2 separate regions of the Capsicum annuum genome follow, and region 1 is linked to region 2. Evidence: chromatin contacts called from public Hi-C data. All regions are on one chromosome and are shown on one strand. Each heading gives the region's core, a stretch centred on a gene start, on an enhancer-like site or on the middle of the called end of the contact. The rest is flanking DNA. Distances are from core to core; before and after follow the strand shown. Region 1 holds the start of LOC107870864 (probable arabinosyltransferase ARAD1). Region 2 holds the start of LOC107870818.

Region 1 (3,894 bases), core at 77-2,576, 420 kb after region 2:
CAGATAATATACTAGAAACAAATCATCACTCAGCTACACCTCAACCCAAACTATTTGGGTCGGAGATATAAATCCTCTGTGTATTAGGTAACAGAAAGAGAGGTTCTAGTGCACAATTATGCTTAATTATCAAGGAAAACAAATGAAAAAGAAAAAATTGCACTTGTCTCAGATGGAACTAATGTTAAGTGTAAGGACAAGAACAAAGCATTCAAGAGAATTACGACAATAAAATCATTCTAATACGAGAATCATTAGAGATAAATTTGAAGATGCAAATCAGACAGAAGATATCATGTGAATAAGCAAGCTCAAAAGAAATAAGTCCTTAAGGAAAAACATAAATAGTAGGTAAGAGATCACCTGCAATTGATCATCAAATTTGACCTCTGAATCATTCCCATGTCTATAGTAAGTATTATAACTCAAGGAAGAGAAAAAAGGCACAAAAAATACATCAGCTGATTCTGGATCCAAAACCCTAACAGCCTCTCGGGTTTCATCATTACTTGCATACAACAATGAGGCCAACATCCAATACTCCACACTATGTTGTTTCCTCAAACCCGTATATTTTGGCCACTCTGGCAAAGTCTCAATAGTCACAGGAGCAGCATTATAATGTGAGCCTTTCAACAAACCAACGTTGTATTTCATCTCTAGATCGTACATGTAAACCTTCAGAGGTTCCGATTCAGTGAAGCAGGGCGTAGCTTTACTCAGCGGGGAATCGAATAGCGAAAAACTTGATCTGTAATCTATTCTTCCCGTGTACAACAATGAACCAAACAGAAACAAAATGAACACTGCTAAACACACTAAACTCTTACTCATTGTATCTTTCACTTTCATTTTTTTCTCTCTAATCTCAACTTCACATTCAATACTTGTTCATGGAAAAGGTGCATAACAGAAAGATTAGATCCTAAGGAATCAAATTTGGGCCAACTCCCACTATCTCTCTATCCCCAATAATTAGGTTAAAGAATGGTAAACGTTCCTATTTTCAAATTGATCCCCTTTCATTTATTTTTTCCAAGGATCAAGAAGATCAAAATTATAATAAGTTCTAATTAACTTAAGCTGGATCCCAAACTCCATTGGAAGGAATCTTTAATTTCTGATTGGTGTTATATTATTTTGTTGTGAGCTGTCGTTCACGATGGGGAGGGAGAGGAGTTGCAGGAGCAAAATGAATTTGAAAATTTTTGGGTTGAAAATTGAAATGACGAAAACCTCCCTATTTTAATGAGCTATCAACAAAAATATTTAAGGAGATTAAAGAGTGGGAAGAATGTTGCTGCATCCCGTTATACCTTTATCCCATACTAAAATAGTTACTTCAATGAGCAGAATTTTATTTATTTTTTTTTTATTTTTTATCTTTATTATTAAATAATAATATAAAGTAAAAATAATTAATCTAGAGTTTTAAAGAGTCATTAATAAAGTTAATTTAATAAGAATATATTCTTAATTAAAAAAATTACTGGTAAAGTTGTTGTAACTGGTAAAGTTGTTGTCATGTGACCAGGAGGTCACGGGTTCAAGATTTGGAAACAGCCTCTGGCAGAAATGCAAGGTAAGGTTGCGTACAATACACCCTTGTGGTGGGGCCTTCCCCGACCACCGTGCATAGCGGTAGCTTTAGTACACCGGACTGTTCTTTTTAAAAAAAAAAACGTGTGTCAAGTCAACAAGACAAATAAAATAAAATGAAAGGAGTAATATATATTAGCTTCATGTACTTCTTTTATTTCAAAATAATTGACCCTTTTTCTAAACATTTGTTACAATTTAGTTTTTCCTTTTATGAAATCAAGAAAATATTATTGTGTTATTTCAATGCTATCTTATTAATAAATAACTAAATAAATTGTATACATTCAAATTTAAATTTTCAAAGCATAATTAATAAGGTTAATTTAATAAAATAAATTTTTAATAACTTTTTTTAAAAAAAATATATCCAATTAATAAGGGTCTAACTATTTTGAAAGTGAAGAAAAAGTATGTTATCAAGACCCACCGTAAATATTGTATGTTGCTTCTCTGTATGGATCTACTAGTTTCTACTTTATATAAGTGAAGTTTTGGGTGACTATCAAGGGTACACTAGTAAATTCACATTTCTTATGCCACCTATTTACTTTGTTCTTTTCACTTCACGTGTCCATTTTGCCCTTTTCATCTGCTCCAATAAGGAAAAAATTCCATGGTTTGTCTAGTTAAACTGTATGCAAAATCTTACACCCCTTTTCCTTTTCAATTTTGATGCTTTTTCTTTTTGAACTGTATGCAAAATCTTACACCCTTTTCCTTTTCAATTTTAATGCTCTCTCTTTTCATGGGCTAAGATCTTATGTATGTATATATAGGTTCTTCGAAAAAAACTCAGTTACCTAAGAGGGTTAGCAATTGTGTTGAAGAATAGAAACTTTGTCCAAAGTACCGTACCATTTCTTGTGAACTAAGGACTTCGGTAAAAATGGTGTAGAACAAATTTGGTAATGAGGATGTAAAAATCTCATTATCATTCTTTGCATTGATAAAGTGTTGCATGAATGTAGGATTTTGAGATTTTTACCTTGAAATTGGGGTTTGAGAATCTCGGAGGTGAAGACAATCGAACATTTTGGAGCTCAGTGATGAATATTGACACAGAGAAAAGGTATTGTTTTTTATGGTGCCTACTAATGTCTTATTTTCTAAAGCTACACTGTATGAGTATAAGATTCTTGGATAGGCTAGATATGATTCGATAATTATTTCATATTAATTCTGTCGATATTTTATTCATTTTTGAAATTGGAGTTTGAAAATTTTTCATTCGGGGATTGACCAAAGAATTGAGATGTTTGAAACTCACAGATGAATAGTGATGATTGAATTAGAAACCTCTTCGCTTAGAGGATAGATTTAGTCTCTAACACTATTTTTGTAAGTTCTCCATTGTTGTTACTTTTAATTGACGTCCAGTCTAGTCGAGTTAAATTTTGTTTCATCCTCAGTTTGATTTTTTCACCTATTTTTCGGGTAATGTTAATTTGCTGGGTTGCACCCAACTTTTTGGAATGAAGTTTTGCTCAGATAGGTCTCTTCTTCACTACTTTTTTCCGGCTTCAAAGTGGTATCCTCTTTTTGGTGAGTTTTTCCAACTTTCGTCAATACTTTTATTACTTCTTCTGTCTTTCAGTAACGGAGTCCAAATTTATTTATGAAGATGAATTTTTGAGTTTGATAGCTTATTTTGAATGATGGTTTGCCTTCTGTCATTTTTTTTTTAGTTTTTAGCTAGTAACTCTAGAAAATTAATTTCTTTTCCTCTGTTTTTTATATTTTCCATCTCACGAGTAAAAAGGATAACCTGGTTCTTAAAGCTCCCGCTATATGCGAAGATGTTCTGGGGAAGGGTCAGGCCACTAGGGTCTATCGTCCATAAAGGGTCTATCGCACATAACATTACCTTGCATTATTGGTATAGTAAAATAGTCGTTTATTAACTCCGTTGCACTAGCAGAAAGCAAAATGTAGGGTGTGAATAATCAATTTAGCAACATAAAGACTAATAGGAAAGATGACGTACAAGAGATTTTTAACGTTCAAGAGATATTTGTTTTCTTTATCTTACATTTCTTTATGGATGTTTTTGATATTTCCACTTACAATTCTTTGTTTCTCTCTTGGTGATTCCTGTTTATGCAATGACTTGCGCCTTCTTTCATGTCACCATTTTTGTCTCACCTTTCTTTACTGTTCCTGTCCAAACACTCCATCAAACAACCATGCAAAAGCAATAGTGTGAAAGATTTATGCAACTCTATTTGTCATATCACTAAGATTACTGTTAATATTTTGACTTCTATTGGCGTATGATGTATTTATGAGTTTCGC
Region 2 (3,769 bases), core at 393-2,892:
CAAAGATTTATACAAACCCGTAACCAACAATATAGATCCACTGCTCAATTATAAAGATAATTCCAAATCAAACCGAAGAGCAGAGTATCAAGGAAGAGAACTCACCAAAGGAAGATGTTGGAAGCTTATCTCTCCATTCTTCAAATAAATCTACACCATTAAGAATTTGAAGAGTCCCACACATGGAAACATGGGGGCAGATCATTCAGCATAGCAAACCCAGATGAAGAACCATGAAATTTTATAAACAAGAGCTAAAAACATTCAACAAGGAGTTGTGTGAATTCAAGAATAACAAACGAAATAACAAACGAACAAAGAGACAGACAAATTAAAGAAGCTAAACTATGATAATCAAAGGAAGCAAAACAGTTTGACTAACGTCTTAAGCGTCTTAACATGTATATAACATTTTACTGCTTTGTTAATCACGCTTTAAGCATATGTAATTCAACAACCGCTATTTTTAAAACTTCAAAGTTATTTAGCAACAAATTCAAGTGTACAGTACAAACATTTGAAAAACTTATAACTTCTTACATATCGTTATGAGAACACCATGGTTAGCATTTCAGGTTCAATGGGCAACTTTGATAACTCTCTACCTCCATTTAAAAACTCTCTTCCCCCAATTTGAGGATTGAAAAAGATGTTAACAAAACTAGAACAATAGTAGTATAGTCTGAAGATTGTAAAAGTTGGTGGAGAAGATTGAAGTATTAAAATAATGTAAGAATTATTTTATCTAGGTTCTACAATTTTTAATAAGCTTTTAATCTCAAATTTCACCCCAATTTCTATTCTTCTCAGAGTTTGACACGTGGAACTAAAGGAAAGACCAAAACTTTATTAATCTATGCAATTAAATCCAAAAATCAATTAAAAATTGAAGATGAAGAGAAAATCGTAAGGAAAATATATGATTGATCAAAACCTTTATAAATCACATTCATAAATTGAATGGATAAAGAGAAAGAGAAGGAAAAAGTGAGGGGGAACTACCTTATGATTATAGCAGTATTGAAAAAGAAAATATCTTGATGAAAAAAATATACATAAATGAGAAGCATTTGATCCAATTCCTTGATGAGAATATGGAACGATATCAAAGTAGTGTCTGCACTTCCACGCGGATAACAAAATGAACGGAGTGATGAAAGTACCCCACTTAATAAACATTTGACAACAAACAGACATGTCGATAACTTTATTTTTTCCACACTTCTACTATAGTAAGCACATTTCTACTATAGTAGAATATGATTATTATTTTTTTTCAATTCTCCTCTGAGAAACGGAGATTTTTTTGCTTGCAAATTAGTTGTGAATTTAAAGACAGCTTCAATAGGCCTGCATAGGGAGGACCCTATTTGTACCTCTTTGAAGCTTAAGCCGTTGAACGTCTATAACAATAAAAACAACCCTCCTGTACAACTCATCTATGTGGTTTTTTCTTCTGGCATTACCTTATGTCAATGTTCAGTTGGAGTAATGCAATATAGGATTGACTTGATTGTTGAATTGAGTGAGCTAAATAGAAATGTAGTTGGTGTACTTATAAGGATGGGAGGGAGTTGTTTCGTTGAGGCCCTCCGTCCTTCACTTGTGGTGAAGCTTCGAATCCCATTCACTCCCCCCTTCAATATGTGCCATATGTTTAATTTAATGTTAGTAGGCATTAGCTTATTTACATAATTTATTCACTTGAATATTGCTTTAAAAGTTTTGAAATTTATGAAATGACACCATGAAATTATACTGTACATTTTGATGGTTCGTAAGAGTCCACCACTACAGCTAAACCTGATTTGATATCAAGTACCTTTATGATAATATTGAAGAACAGTAAGAACACAAAGAGAAATTGCATTAAAGTAAATGACAAGGGATGTTTTCATAGAAACCTCCTTACTTAAGAGAGTAATTAAAACCACGACCTACCTCAGTAGGATTTCACCATCAACCTTCACTAAACTTCGAGAAACCTTCAATTACAACCTAGAAATTAACCTCTTAGTTCCTACAACCTTGCAATAACTCTATTGTAGCACACCCTCATAGTACCTCTACTGTGAGAACTCCATTAGCTACCTTTAGCTATGAAAACAACTTATATTTGAAAAAAACGTTAGATGAAAAATGCTCACTGTACTCTCTAAAATGAGATGTGAGTTTACAATTGTAATACCAAAAAAAACCTCAATCAACTTAGAAACACAATCATATATCACTATGAGCAAGGAATTTCTAAATTGTTAGGTCTTGCAATATCGGTTGAGGTAAGGTCTTTGCTTGAGAAAAAATACTTTTTGGATTTGTGCACAAGCTTGAGATTTTCTCCTTAAGGAAGATGAATATATATATATGATGAGCATTGGAATAGAAACTTCCTCATTGGTGGATGCTGAAAAAGGACCACTGAGGATTCGTCCCATTAATGTATTAAAACTGTTCAGAGAGTACTAGACAATTGGAATATAAGACAAATGTGCACAACTGCAAACCTGCACACTGGGACACTAGTTGACGTAACTAGTCCTTCCACTAGGTTAGGTAATTACCAACATATAACTCATAGAAGATGGGTATGGACCAGGTTTTAGTGATGAGGTTTATAAATCATCAATACTTGAGCATAATAAGAACAAGGTTGGAACCCAGAATTCCCCCTTTTGATGATGACAAACATTGATCCTTTTGTAGTACATGTAACTATTTCATGTTTTGCCTTTCACCATGCAACTATCCACAATCACTAGTTCCCCCTATCACTAGCAATCTTCCTCCTTTCACCAACCACACACAATCATACTAATATTCCTTCCTTTAGCATCATTAAAAAGGGATCATAACAAATAGGCATTAAAGCATGAAAAAAGTTCACAACAAGAATAAGAATAGAAGCGTATCATATTAAAGCAAGAATTCAGAATCATTAGACAAGTTAGTATATAAGTTTTACAAAAGAAATTAATCATGCACTAATGTCAAAACATGATGGAAGAACAAGAGGGATCAAATAGGATAAGAAGAAGAAAGACAACTATAAAAAAGCTAATCGTAATATTTCAAACAAATGCGATTATCATCAATTAGTCTTCAGTATTTATGACCTAGAGAGAGCTTGATTTTAGGAAGCGTAGATGGATAGAGTTTTATAAGGATTATGACATCTCTATTTTGTATCATTGGGGCAAGGTGAACATAGTGGCCGATACCTTGACCTGGATGGTGGTGAGTATGGGTAGTTTTATTTCTATCTTAGTTTCTTAGAGTCCATTGGCATGGGACATCCAGTACTTAGCAAACTTAATGGTGCAACTTGATATTTTAGACCCTAATAGGGTTCTTGATAGTGTTGAGGCAAGGTCTTTGCTATTTGAGTTGATTCAGAGTCGTCAGTTTGAGGAAATGAGACTTTGCATCATTCATGATAAGGTGTTGAGTAGTGAGTCCAAGAGGGATACCATAGATTCTGAGGGTGTTTTGCGATTCAGTAGCTGCAGTTGTGTTCCAAGGGTTCATGACTTGATTCAATTAGTTTTTATGTGAGGTTCACAATTCTAGATATTTTATTCACCCAGGTACAACTAAGATGTATAGGGAATTGCGGTAGCATTATTGATGGAGTGGTATAAAGAGAGATGTGCTAAACTTTGTAGCTTATTTCCTATGCTTTCAGTAGGTGAAGGTCGAGCGTTAAAGATCTAGTGGTTTGATTCAGAGGTTTCCCATTCCTGAGTGGAAATGGGAGCAGATTACCATGGAC

The links. A called contact is a pair of places that touch in the nucleus more often than the background predicts.
Region 1: a contact with region 2 is called in a Hi-C map of placenta, with 4 times the contacts expected there. The contact joins the promoter of LOC107870864 here to the promoter of LOC107870818 in region 2. A contact is called at or near these places in 2 of 5 Hi-C or Micro-C datasets (leaf and placenta).

The regions. Positions count from the first base shown.
Region 1 is chr5:90,435,198-90,439,091 of UCD10Xv1.1, forward strand. It overlaps LOC107870864 (probable arabinosyltransferase ARAD1), which reads right to left and starts at 1,327. Exons shown (of 4, transcript XM_016717543.2): 1 at 364-1,327. The coding sequence starts at 852.
Region 2 is chr5:90,013,681-90,017,449 of UCD10Xv1.1, forward strand. LOC107870818 reads right to left here and starts at 1,643. Exons shown (of 3, transcript XR_007055799.1): 1 at 1,377-1,643; 2 at 106-150.